Regions from separate parts of the Rattus norvegicus genome. Here region 2 is linked to region 1. The links are chromatin contacts, called in public Hi-C maps. All regions are on one chromosome and are shown on one strand. Each heading gives the region's core, a stretch centred on a gene start, on an enhancer-like site or on the middle of the called end of the contact. The rest is flanking DNA. Distances are from core to core; before and after follow the strand shown. Region 1 has its middle 18 kb from the start of Tfam. Region 2 overlaps Phyhipl (phytanoyl-CoA 2-hydroxylase interacting protein-like).

What was found. A called contact is a pair of places that touch in the nucleus more often than the background predicts.
Region 2: a Hi-C map of Schwann cells shows a contact between it and region 1, with 8 times the contacts expected there. The contact joins two enhancer-like sites. A contact is called at or near these places in 2 of 12 Hi-C or Micro-C datasets (Schwann cells and frontal cortex).

The regions. Positions count from the first base shown.
Region 1 is chr20:17,370,349-17,377,157 of GRCr8, forward strand. No RefSeq gene overlaps it. Among named protein-coding and RNA genes, the nearest start is that of Tfam, 18 kb to the left of the region's middle. Within about 2 kb of position 3,648, at least 4 of the 93 cell types and tissues checked have an H3K27ac peak or open chromatin away from gene starts, as enhancers often do.
Region 2 is chr20:18,051,402-18,058,210 of GRCr8, forward strand. It overlaps Phyhipl (phytanoyl-CoA 2-hydroxylase interacting protein-like), which reads left to right. Exons shown (of 5, transcript NM_001398984.1): 2 at 1,147-1,343; 3 at 3,114-3,288. Among named protein-coding and RNA genes, the nearest start is that of Phyhipl, 31 kb to the left of the region's middle. Within about 2 kb of position 4,175, at least 20 of the 93 cell types and tissues checked have an H3K27ac peak or open chromatin away from gene starts, as enhancers often do.

The DNA.
Region 1 (6,809 bases), core at 2,398-4,897:
GAGTTTCAGATGGCTGCGAGCTGCTATGAGGAGCTGGCAGTAGGACCCAGGTCCTCTAGAATAGAGTACCTAGTCCTCTTAACGGTCTCTTCAGCCTGTAATTCTTAAATTTCTAACATCTGAAAACATCTATAACATCTGTCTAAAGTGCACTTCCTTGAAGCCCTCTGCTCAGTGCCAGTTCTGCCAAAGGTGGGCAGGGCCAAAATCTTTGAATCTTGAATCTTAAGAATCCGATTGGGCGTGTTCAGATTCTGACTACCTCCTGTGGGGTTCACAGTGCAATGTCTATGAAATAGGGGAGGGTATTTCCCTTCTCCATCCTGTTTCATCATGTGTAGGACAGAATGCCTAACAACTTTGAGGGGAGGAAGGATTTCTTTTGCCTCGTGGCTGCAGAGATGTTAAGCCGAGACTCCTTAGTCTTTTGCTAGGTTCATGGTGGAAGCATTTAGAGAAAGGCTATTCATGGTGCCCACTAAGATGTCTCTTGGCAAAGAGGAACCCAGTGAGACATTGCCTCCCTCAGATCGCTGATAGATGGAAGGCCCAGCCCACTGTGTGCATGCCATTCCTATGCGTATGGGCATGCACTATATAAGAAACCAGCTGAACTTGAACCTGAAAGCAAGCGGGGAAGGCAGTGTCCCTCTGTGGTCTGGGCTTTCATTCCTGCATCTGGGTTCCTGCTTTGAGCCCTCCCTCCCTCCCCTCTTTGCTTCCCTGGATGATGGACTGTAACCTGTCATTTAAGCTCTTTCCTCCCCAAGTTGTTGGTTATGGCGGATTTTCCTAGCAACAAAAAGCCAACTAGGTACTTTGAATGAGAATGGCCCCATAGGCTCATGCATTTGAACAGTTAGTCCCGCAGTTGATAGAACTGTTTAGGAAGGATTAGGAGGTGTGGCCTTGTTGGAGGAGTTGTGTCATTGGGGGTGGGCTTTGAGGTTTCAAAAGCAATGCCAGGCCCAGTCTTACTCTGCTTCTTTGTGGGTCAGGATCTGAGTGTTTAGCATTGTTCCAGCGATACGACTGCCTGTCTGCTTGTCTGCTGGATGCTTCCTGCCGTGATGTCATTAGACTGAGCCTCTGAAACTGTAAACACACCCTCAGTTAAAACCTTCTGTAAGTGTCCTTGGTCACAGTGCCTTGTCCTAGCAATGGAGCAGTAGCTAAGATGTCCAAACTCTTTCCTTCCGTATTTTAGTCACTTTGATGAAATTTGGGAGAAAGGAGTCCGTTTCATTGCTTTGGAACCCTTTCCTTGCTTGACTTTTAAAGAGGGTTAAGGCTCCTGCCATAGGTGCTAGGATCCAAACTCGGGTTCTCTGGTAGAGCAGCAATCGATCTTTTAACTACCGAGCCGCTTCTCGGCCCTAAGAATCTATGTTCCTCACAGCTTGTGGGGATAGCCCTGAGCTTATGATGGCTGCATCTTTGACCCTATGTGTTGTATCCCAAGTTTACTCTCCCATACCTTCTTGTCATCCAGGAAATACCCATAGCCTCCAGAGTCAGTGTTTGAACACTTCTGGCTAGTGGCTGCCATTCAGACTTTAATTCAAAGCAACGAGGACCCTTGTTTTCTATAAGTTATCAGATCACATGGCTAATTAACGTGATATTTGGCATAGAGTTCGGTGATGGCTGTGATGATAACTATTCCTGTGACTGGATTTAGAGTCATCTGTGGGCATGTTTGAGAGGGCTTTTGCAGAAAGCCCATACCTTCAGTATGGGCAGTACCTTTGGAATATACAGACACCCCTAGCTCCTACCAAGGAAAGGGCTAGCTAGGAATGCAGTCAGATAACACCCTGGACCTGTAGCAGAGGTTCCACATTGCTTCAGCTGGTCACCCATTGTGCCCACCAACATGTTTGTGGCTGTCTTGATGTATTACTGTTTTGTTATAAAGAACCTTCTTGCCACATTGGAACACAGAATTTGGGGTATGACATCATGGAGGATAACTTCCTTAAGATTTTTGTGAGCCTCCTTACTTCTCTCTCCCGAGGGGGGGAATAATTAAATTAGGAGGAAATAGCTTTGAACAGCATGTTAGCAAACAATTCTAGACCTGAGGAAGTCAGGCTTATCACAGTCTCTATGGATGCCTCTCATTATAACCTGAGGCGTTTGAGACAAGCCCCTTCTAGTTTTGCCTCTGAGTCTGACAGGGTAGCTGGCCTGTCCGAGCTGTCTGGAGATTCTCCGGTGTTTTTTGTTTGTATTTATATATATGAGTACACTGTAGCTGTCTTCAGACACATCAGATCCCATTACAGATGGTTGTGAGCCACCATGTGGGTGCTGGGAATTGAACTCAGGACCTCTGGAAGAGCAGTCAGTGTTCTTAACCACTGAGCCATCTCTCCAGCCCAGGTTCTCCTGTGTTACAGACTCTCTTGTTATATGTCTAGGTTCCACATGGGTTCTAGGATCTGAACTCAGGTCCTTATACCTGCGTGGCAAGTGTTTTAGACACAACCATCCCCCAATCCCTGCATAAGTCATTAAATCCCTGCATTAAAATGCAAGTTGTGATACACAGAAAATAAAAAGGTGTGTGTGTGTGTGTGTGTGTGTGTGTGTGTGTGTGTGTGTATGCATGCATGTATACATGTGTGTTTTTTTTCTCAACCAAGCCTACCCTGTTTGTTTGTTTGGTTTTTCGAGGCAGGGTTTCTCTGCATAGCCCTGGCTGTGTCACTTTAAACTAGGCTGGTCTCAAACAAAGATCCTCTTGCTTCTGCTTCCTGAGTGCTGGGATTAAAGGCTTGTGCTACCACAGACTGGCTCCATCTTCTAGACTGCACCGTGTTCCACTGTGGCTATCCCGTAAGCAGGTCATTGAACGGTGATTTCTAAGGCTTGGCATTCCAGAATCCTGTTTCAATTAATTTACTGCACACATTCCAATTTGTGCTCCTGTGTGATCCAGATGGAGTCCTTAAAGCGGAGTACTAGCATTTGCATCTGTGATTTTGATCTGTGGTGCTGTAATAGCAGACACAGGCAATTCCAGCGACAGACCAGCTACTGATGTGTGTCCAAATAATCTTTAACTGAAGGCGTGTTGTGGTATTGTAGTGGCTACTGCGCGATTTGTTTCCAGGAACTTCTCTCTGCAAGTGATGTGATTGTTTCTGCCACCCTGACTTGTCCCCTGCTCGGAGCCACACTCCTGTCCTCTGATTGCCCCGCTCATCACAGGGGTCTGGCAGTTGTTCTCTTATCATAGCAACAGCAGGACAGCCTCTTTTCCTGAGTGTTTGTCCCTCTAGGGTCTCACTTCTGAGGCCAGGCCACCACCTCAAGCCCTTGAGAATTTCCCCTGAGAACCCAGCAGGACGACATCCCGTGATTCAGATTCCAAAGCCTTGGAGTAGATCAGCAGATCAACCTCCAAGAGACCTGATTACACAGGCCCTGACCCAACAGGCAGCTTCCAGCTTGCTGTCACCTCATCCCTTCCTCCCACGCCTGCACCCCCATCCCCCTGCAGCCTTTCATCCTCTCTGCCTCAAGGGGAGCCCATCTCTTCCCCAGGAGGAAAGCAAACAGCAGATGTGTGTGATGACGGAGTGTGATATGTGTCCCCAAGCCATGCAGGGGACCTCTGATCTCCATCTGGCCTTGTTTGCAAATAAATGCCTTTCCCCAAACAGTGGACTGCTTCAGAGAGGTAGAATGGGGACAGCCCAGGCACCTGGAGGCTTTGCTGTCTAAGCAGAATATAAAAAGTGTTTTCTGTTGACATCTCCAGCTTGCAGTGGTTTGAAACTGTGTGTCAGAGAGTTTGCAAATATTTAGAGGTTCTCAGAGAGGGTGGTGTTGGGGTAGAGACAGTCCTCCCAAAAGGCACTGAAACCACACTTAATGGCAGTTTTGAAGACCCATTTGGAATGGCTGGGTAGAGCCCCACAGAGACTTAAACAGAAGTGTGCTCTGAAGGGCAGCAGGCAAAGGGAGAGTCTCGGTTGATAAATGTGCTTCTGATCTCTGCCCTAGTGTGGACAGTTCAGAACCAAGTTGTCCAACGCCAGCCCTGTCAGCCATCTTCCTTATAAGAAGATCTAAAATCATGTTCTAGTTTAACACAAAATGATTGAGGGAGAGAGGGAGAGAGGGAGGGAGGGAGGGAGAGAGAGAGAGAGAGAGAGAGAGAGAGAGAGAGAGAGAGAGAGAGAGAGAGAGAGAGATATGGAAGGCTAACTCGGGAGTAGCAGCTCCCAGTCAGAAAGACAGAGCAAGAGGAGTTTCAGCAGAAAGGTCTGGAGGTCCTGGCTGAATTCCTGAGAAACAGCAAGATGGGGGTGATAAAGAGGAAGTTACAGGAATTTCACATGGCTGATTCAAAAAGTGCCACCACCCACATTGGGAAGAAGGATGAGAAATGGAAATTTAAGGTCAAGGTCTTCCAGGTACCTAAGAAACCAGTGGCTCTGAAGAGATTTGATCAAGCCTTTGTGAAAAACCCACTCCCCACAAGAGCTCAGACACCCTTAGTTAAGGTGAAGAAAAAAAAAAAAAAACCCAAAACCTCACAAAGATTAGATCTTTACCATTGGCTAAACCAGAAGCTTAACCAGGATGTACAAGATGACCTTGACCAAAGCGAGGACAGCAGTATCAGCAGCACCACAAGTGACGACCCGGATAGCCAGTGAAGCGGGATGCAGGCCAGAAACCTCAGAACCATCTGTCACGTGTCCAGAGGTCTCTACCCTGATCAATGGGCAACTGTAAAGACAGCAACTTTGGTGGTCAGATGATGAAATAAAATCGAACTCTTAGGGAAAAAGAAAAGAGACAGAACGCTGTCCTATACAACTCCAGATGCAACACTTGGGGACCTAACCAGGGAGGCAAGTAGGATACGGTTGCAGAACAGAGTCCACATGGGCTTGGGAGAGACATCCTCTGATCTCACCATTTGGCCCAGGATTCTGATTGGTATTTTAGTCTATAGATTGACGACTAATTTGTTGGTTGCACACCGAGTAACAAATACATCATTCCGATACTCTGCTTGTTGACAGTGACTTATTTCTTACTGGTTGAGTCCTGGAAAAAAAAAAAAACTTACTCTCCAATCTCCAACTATGGTGATGACATGTGGGATGGGGGCAGGGATCCTGTCAAGACAAGCAAATTAGCAACGAATCAGACACTTTGTAGCAATAAATCTAGCCACTTCCCAGGAAGCCATGGTTTACCCAAACCATGACATCATGAACGCTTCTAATTTACAGACGCTAAATATCCTACTTCAGGAGAGCTGAGCCAGTAACACTGGGGTAAATGTGACCCGAATGTCAACAGATCAAATCAGCTGTGATAATTTTTGTTGACTAATCTGGGGGTCTTTTGCTGGCACGGGGGTGTTGTTTCTTAGAATCTAGTGGAGAAGCAGTTTGTTCTGCAAACACCAGAGGGCAGCAGAAGGCAGCATTTGACAGAATCCAAGGGCACCGGGTGCTCAGGCTGATGACCAACCAGTTCAAGTCCCTGGGTCTATGCGTACCTCTCTTCTTGATCAATCACCTCTGTTTTTAAGCCAGGAGATCCCTTTTCCTGTTCAGGTAGCAGCCTACTGCCCTGCTCCCCTTCCTCCAGAGACACAGGGAACTGGCTGAAGTCCGTGATGCCTTAGCACTTCCTGTGCCTCCTGACATGTCTCCACTACTTACAAGGGTTGGGAAACAGGAGGTCCCAGCTGTGACTGCAAAGGTCCCTGAGACAGGCCAGGACCCATTTGGAAGGCACAGCGGACCAAGTGTAGAGGAAGTACGCTTTCCCCATTGGCTACTCAGTTGTTGGCTTCAAGGTGACTGCGCGTGGGCAGGCAAGGGATTTTCAGAGAAGCAGTAGCAGCAGTGTGGCTTCGAAAGCGACAGCTTTGAAGGTAGCCTCGTTCCCTTCAGTCCCAGGAACGGTTTTCTGATTCCACCGCCTTGGTTGTGGCAGGGTTGTCTGTCTGCACCGTGGAGGCCAGTTCCTCGTGCTGCTCTCCGCTTCCTGAGCTCCACACACACATGTGCTTTTCTAACCTTGCTCCTATTTTGTCTGGAGCCGGTCTCTCGCATTCCTTCAGTTTCTTCCTGTTTAATTAAAGTGGTTTTTATTTCTGACGCTAACCCTGAGTGATACATTGGCTGGGGGTGAACGACAGCTGTAGCCTGAATCCAGCACAGTAATCTGGGGCTCTCACTGAGCCCCATCAGGTGACTCAGAAGACGGTTCCACGGTGAAACCCAACTTCCTTCATGACCACTGTCACTTGTCCCTGCTTCTACAATGAGTGACTGTGGACCCGCCCTCCTCCTGCGCCCCCGCCTCTCGCCCCTCCGCCCCGCCTCCCACAGGCGCCATTGCAGCTAATGGCTAACAGCACGGTACGGGTTATAGCAGGTAATCAGGTGATCTCTCAGGGCCAGTGCTAGAGGTCAAGCTCATAGGCCTAACTCTTCTAACAAGCAGTGAGCTGGTAGAACAAACTGGGGGTGCTTGCTAATATCTTCACACACACACACACACACACACACACACACACACACACACCTTCCTGTGTGTGAAACCCAGTTGGCTTGTGTTTTCCGCTCCACACCTACAGGCCGTGTGTGTGTGTGTGTGTGTGTGTGTGTGTGTGTGTGTGTGTGTGTTTTGGAGGACAACTTGCAACAATTTGCAGCATTCTCTCTGTCTAACATGTGGGAGTCGAGGCTCAAACTCAGTTTAGAAGCTTGGCATTAATTGCCCTTACAGCCGGGCCACCTCACTGGCCCCCAAACTGGAGCTTAGAT
Region 2 (6,809 bases), core at 2,925-5,424, 680 kb after region 1:
GATCAGTCGGCATGGCTCGCAGCTTTTGTCTTTAGCGTTCTTATTATTTCAGCACTCAAAATTCAATTCATCAAGGCATCATAGAGAAATGATTGCCACAGACACCCTTGGCAGAGTAAGTGAGTAGACGATGGTGTTATTTGAACGTACAGCAGCGCCTTTGTACACCGTTGTTCTATACAGTGTGTCCAGAGTAGAATAGGAGGAGCAAGTCTCTGTCGCCGCCCACTGCTACCTCTCACTTTACAGAAGCATCTCCTTCCTTTGACTGGGCCACTTCCTTATCAGAATTTCCGTGGCACCATCTGGGTCTGACCTGTGTAGCTTAGGCTCATGTTGACTGGTCAGACAGGAAAAATGATCTTTTGAGGCTTTTCAGAGAGAACCTAGCCAGGCAAAGCTGATGTTTTATAGCCAAGATGGATCATCAAAGTGTTTCTATAATTCAAAATTTGGGAAATGGAAATAGGGCAATCATAGGATTGAACCATCTTTTTTTAACCACTATGGCGTCAGAAATATCTTTTATTAGCATTTGAATGACTTCATGAGCAAAATGGAATTTTAGATTTAGTACTTAGTACTTAGGTAATTGACTTCAGATTAGATAGATGGATGGATGGATAGATAGATAGATAGATAGATAGATAGATAGATAGATAGATAGGATGGATGGATAGATAGATAGATAGATAGATAGATAGATAGATAGATAGATAGATAGATAGATAGATAGGATGGATGGATGGATGGATGGATAGATAGATAGATAGATAGATAGAATGGATAGATAGATAGATGGATAGATAGATAGATAGATAGATAGATAGATAGATAGATAGATAGGATGGATAGATAGATAGGATGGATAGATAGATAGAATGGATAGATAGATAGATAGATAGATAGATAGATAGATAGATAGGATGGATGGATAGATAGATAGGATGGATGGATAGAAAGAAAGGAAGAAAGAAAGAAGGAAAGAAAGAAAGAAGGAAGGAAGGAAGGAAAGAAAGAGAAAGAAAGAAAGAAAGAAAGAAAGAAAGAAAGAAAGAAAGAAAGAAAGGAAAAGAAAGAAAGATTTCGAAAACTGGAAAAACCCATTCATCAGCAACTAATTTTCCATGCACTGTTTTCTGGCAGGTAACAAATCACAAGACAGTGGCATAGCAGAGATGGAAGAGCTCCCCGTCCCACACAACATCAAAATAAATAACATCACATGTGACTCCTTCAAGATCTCATGGGACATGGACTCCAAGTCGAAGGACCGCATCACACACTACTTCATTGACCTCAACAAGAAAGAGAACAAGAACTCTAACAAGTTTAAACACAAGGTAAACCTGGGCAGACTTAGGCCATTTCATCCGGAAGACATTTTAAAAGAAAGAGTAGAGGTTGGGGATTTAGCTCAGTGGTAGAGCGCTTACCTAGGAAGCACAAGGCCCTGGGTTCGGTCCCCAGCACCGAAAAAAAGAACCAAAAAAAAAAAAAAAAAAAGAAAGAGTAGTTTCCGTGAAGAAGAATCAGAAGTCTATGTCATTTAAAACATTCTCCCCATAATGAGTTCTCGAGGAAAATGAAATGCCATGTTAAAGGGTAAATCATGACTATGTGCAAAGATGAAAATCAGCAGTAAGCTCATTAGAGGACACTGATCTAGTGCTGTGAGGATAGTTCGAGAGATAATCCACTTATGAGTCACTTATATTAAAAGCTATGCGGGTGAAGTTGAAACTGGCTTGGAGAGGGCAGTGGAGTGTGGACAGAAAGGAAGGCTGCCCGCAGCTCGCAATCCAGTGTGGAGAATAGCTGAAGTGTTTACGAAGCCGTAAAAATCCTTCTGCAGAAGCAGAAGCAGACAAGCTCTATAGTTTTCTACGGAAGCACACACATCCTTCCCTGAGTCAAACTGATTGGCTTAGAAACTTTGTGGAATTGTATAATCACTTGTGGCCTGAAAATATGCCCTAAAGAGTCCATTTTGTTTTAAAGTGGGGAGGTTGTTTACTAAGCTTCACATGTGGTAAATGTTCCTGCTGTGTCTGCCGTTGTTTACCCTTTGTGATACATGGAGCTCTTCCTCCAGATGTGGCCCTCAGCAAGAACCCTTTCCTAGGCCCAGTGTTTCTCCTCTGCTTCATTGCTTTTTCTGATCATGGAAACAGACAAAAACCCCGGTCTTCAGGAAAGACTCAATTTTACCTTGGGAAGATTCTATGCATCTTCGTTTCCCAAAGTCGTTGCCTTTTACTGTATGGTTGCATACACAAACTAAATGTAAGGGAGGCTTTTACATAGTGCAGAAAAGTGTGAAAGCAAGAGCACGAAAGAATGTCAGGCATTATTATCAAATTTCAGTTCTCATCCTGGGTATTCTCTTTGCTGGCATTTGCCTTCTCGAAGCGTCTTTGATATGCCTGCCATTAAACGATGATCACTTAAGGCTTGGCTCCACTGCACCCATTCCATAGCCTTGGAAATGCAGTGCGTGTTCAGCCCGCAGGTTAGCTTATTCATCGTTGTTTAAAAAAGACCTAACCTTTTCTCAGACACATAGACACCACACTTGTAGGCAAGTTCCCTAATCTACATGTGAAATGGATCTGTCTCTCGTAATACTTACTTTAAAAGCATTCTCTCCTTTACATATAAAATATTTAGCAATGAGCCTCTCTAGCAAAATCAAGCCATAAAAATCAAGCATATATATTTTTAATTTAATAGGCGTTAAATCAATAAATCTTGCTTCTTTTATGTCTTTTTTTTAATCTGCTTTGAGGAAGTTAGCAGGCACAAAGGGAAACTGTATATCATAAACAAAGGCGACTGGAATACGAGTTCTTTCCTGGTTTTGAACTGTAGGACGTTAAGCCTATCTCTTGGTCTTCCCATTTTAATTTCTGCATACACAGAATAAAACTTAAATATGATAATTGTTGGGAGTTCTTACACAGGAGCCCTGCTCTTAGCCAGTTTAGGTCCCTCTCTGTCGTTCACAGTTTATGAAAGTCCCGCTTTAATAGCCTTCCGTCTCCCTATCTCTTCCTGCCCTATTTGTTTCCCCCTTTATCCCCCTCTTCTTCCTTCCTTTTCTTTCTTCCTAGGATGTTCCAACAAAACTGGTGGCCAAAGCTGTTCCCTTGCCAATGACTGTTCGTGGACACTGGTTTTTGAGCCCAAGGACTGAGTATACAGTAGCGGTGCAGACGGCCTCAAAACAAGTCGATGGTGATTACGTCGTGTCGGAATGGAGTGAGATTATAGAATTCTGTACAGCAGGTAAGGGAGCTGTGGATTATATCAATTAATGTTCTTGGGAGGGTAGTCGTCAGATGGACTCTGTGGACTCTGTGTCCCTGCAAGGTGAGTGAGTATTGCATCGGACACGTGGTGCTGTTGGCCTCATTGCATAACAGGTGCAGCGAATTCATATTGGTTCGAAGGAACTAAGGTCCTGGGGCAAACAACTTGAGGGGTGGACTCAGACTGCCTTTTTGCTGCATGTGTAAGTTTCCTCAAAGTGAAAGCTCTACAAATAAAAGCTGATGTAATTTCTGAATCAACTCCACGTTCTCAGAGCCTCTGACTGTAAAGAGGCTGTTCGTTCATTGTCATAGCTACTGAAGGGAAGAAAGCAGAAACAGCATTTAGGTTACAGACAGACCTCAGTAACCGCACAGCAAAACTGTTTCTGCTGTTTTTACCTTCGTGCCAGAAGGGCTAGAAAAAGCTCTCCACTAACTCTTGTCATGTTTGCGTACTTTTGCTCCATTAAACTCACTACATAGTCATTTGGTCTGGAGAAACCCTCCGTGGAGAGCCTGAGCTCTGACAGAATCTCTCATATTCGTTTGAATGGTTCAGTGTTCTGTCAGGAATGCTGATCGTCCTTCCTCCTGCTCATGTTTACATAGTCATAGGACACATGTTTATTGGTGTCCTTGAGCCCTTTTGTCATCCTCCTTTTGTGGATCAGAATGGGGGTTTCACTCCTTCCTCTTCACTTGGGTGACTTTTTCCTATTTAAAAAAATGCAGAGAAGGCTGGGGAGACAGCTCATATACTAAACTACTTGCCATACAACCAGAGAGACCTGACTTGGATCCCAAAAGCCATTTTAAAGAGCCAGGCGTGCCAGTAGCCCCAGCTCCAGAATAGCAAAGGCAGGCAGTTCCCAGGCACTTGGTAGCCATGCGGCCTAGCTTCTTGGAAAGCATTAGGTCACCGAAAGACCCTGCCTCAAAAAATAAGGTGGGTGGCACTCGAAGTGACCTCTGACCTCCAAACTGTGCACATACATGCACCCAGATACACACAGCAAAAAACAAGAGAGAGAGAGGCTGTTGAACATAAAAGAGCTTGTAGGAAAAAAAAATCTAGAAAACAATGGGCTGGTTTGTTTCCAGGTTGCTTAGCAACTTCCCCATCTGTGGGAATCTTCCACCCAACCCAGACCCTTCTCGAGTGGCCTCGCACCTGCATTCCTTTAGATGCTACCCAGGAATGCCCACGACTTACCCTGGTATCAAACCCAGTGTAAACCTCTAAGGGCATGCTCTAGGGCTGAAATCCTGTCTCATTTTGGTTTAATCTGCATGCCTCTTTGTTTACTCTACAAAGAAGCTGATAAGAATTGTTTAACACTCTTGACTGCTAAAGATTTCAGTGTTTGAGAACAAGGTGAAAATATTTCTTACACATACCATATTTTTATATTTCTCTTTAGTTTGTGGATTATAAGATCTGCCATTTTAATGTACCATTAGGAAGAAATGCCAACTAAAGATGGTTAGACACTATCAGAGATGTTAAAATGTGAATAGAAATTTTAGGATAGATTAAGCAGAATTATGCTGCTTCACTAATCAGCAATGAAATAGCTAAAGATGGCTGCATTGAATTAACAGCAGGCAGAAGGGCTCTCCCCTACCAGTAGCTTTGCTATGTTTGCTGTGGCATGTTGGAATTCCTTTGCCTCTCTGGAATCTACCTCACCATAGTCCCTTCCTGAATCCCTTTTTATTTATTTTTGTAGTACCCAGCAAGGGACATTTAATGTAAGTCAGTCATACATTGTCTTTGCATATCGTATTGTTGGTTCTATAGCCACAATCCAAAAATATAAATTGGAAGGCTCTAAAATCTGAAAGTTTTAAAAATGTGTCTGTCTGAGTGCCTGCATAGGCGTCTGAGCTCCAGCGTGCATGCCTGGTATTAGCCCGTGAGGGTGGCGACTATTGGGTGCCCTGTAACCAAGTGGGTGCTGGGAATTAAACCAGATTCTCTGAAAGAGCAGCCAGTGCTTAACTACTCTACCATCGCTTCGGCCCCTGAAACTTAAAACTTTCTGAGCTCTGATAAAAGTGCCCAGACGATTTTGAACTTTGGAGCAGTTTTGATTTTTGGAAAGAGAATGTAAAACTATTAAAGTATTTACAAATATTCCAAACTCCCCAAATTGAAAATCTGAAACACTTCTGGTCTCAAGCATTCTTGGTAAATGGAACCCCACCCAGTCTACATTAATTTTTCTAGGAAAATACACAAATAGTATCCTGGTATTTTCCAACTCAAAGAAGCTATATAATTTATCTGCCAGAACCTACTTCGGGCTAAAGAAAGGTCTGAGATACTATGACTTCTTTAGCTTAAAGAAAATGAATGTTTGGCAGTTCTAACACACACACACACACACACACACACACGCACGCACACGCACACGCACAAACACACACACACTGATGCATAAGCTGTCATATGATACATTGTTTTTACTTCTGGAAATAAATAAAAAAAACAAAGCCCATCTTTTCAGTGTGATCTCTGTATTACTTTCTTGTTTTTCTTACACCCCATAACTTTTTGAGGAGTTAGGAGATAAATGACGACTGCCAGCTTTTAACTGGTCTCCAGTATTTGCTCTATTTTCATAGTTAAAAGCGAATGGGAACTTGACGCTCAGGCTTATCAACTGAGGGCCATTTCATAGTGCCCTTGAGTCTGAATTTTGACAAAGCTGTTTGAATAATTGTCTTTAATACTGTGACTTAGACACTGTGCGAGGTATTGGAAATAGAATAAACTATATCCTTACTGACTAACCTGTTTCTAGTCTATAACAACCCAATACCATTAAAAAAAAAGTTGTTCTTGTTTATATTTGTCTTCCTTTAGACTGTGAGTCCTTCCAGGGAGATCATATGGTTGTCTTTTAGCCTCGATATCTAATTGTGCATGTGTTTGGTGCACTGCAGGCTCTAAAATAAATCAGTGACTTGCATCAGTTTAACCAGGTTGGGCTTTTGACTCTGTTTTATTTATCAAAAGTTTTCCTTACTTTTTGATGGAGGAGCTTGACGGTAATTCTCAATTTTAAAAACAAAAGCTAATCAAAACTATCTAAGTCTGCTGTGTAGCAGGAAACCATCAAGTAGGATCCAGAGGCCTAGTCTTGAAGTTGACAGCTGTGAGAATCATTGTACTTTGGCCAGTTGCAGTCTCTGCACCAAGAAAATGGCTGCCCTGATCTTGTCTACCTCAGGCAGTGCCTAGCTCTGGTTTCTCGCCATGCACAGAGTGGGAGGGGCCTTGACTCCTTGTATCAGCTGATGGGTACAGTGGTGAGGAGTGCTGCCAACTTATGAAGCCCTGTTGAACACCGTTACTTCAGGGTCTTTAACTTGAAAGAGTAAAACAAGCACATGAATATTTTAAGAAATAGCCCTGAACCATAACAAAAATATTTATGTAGAAATAAAAATAAGCCAAGGAATTTTTTATAAGTTCCTATTTTACAAAGT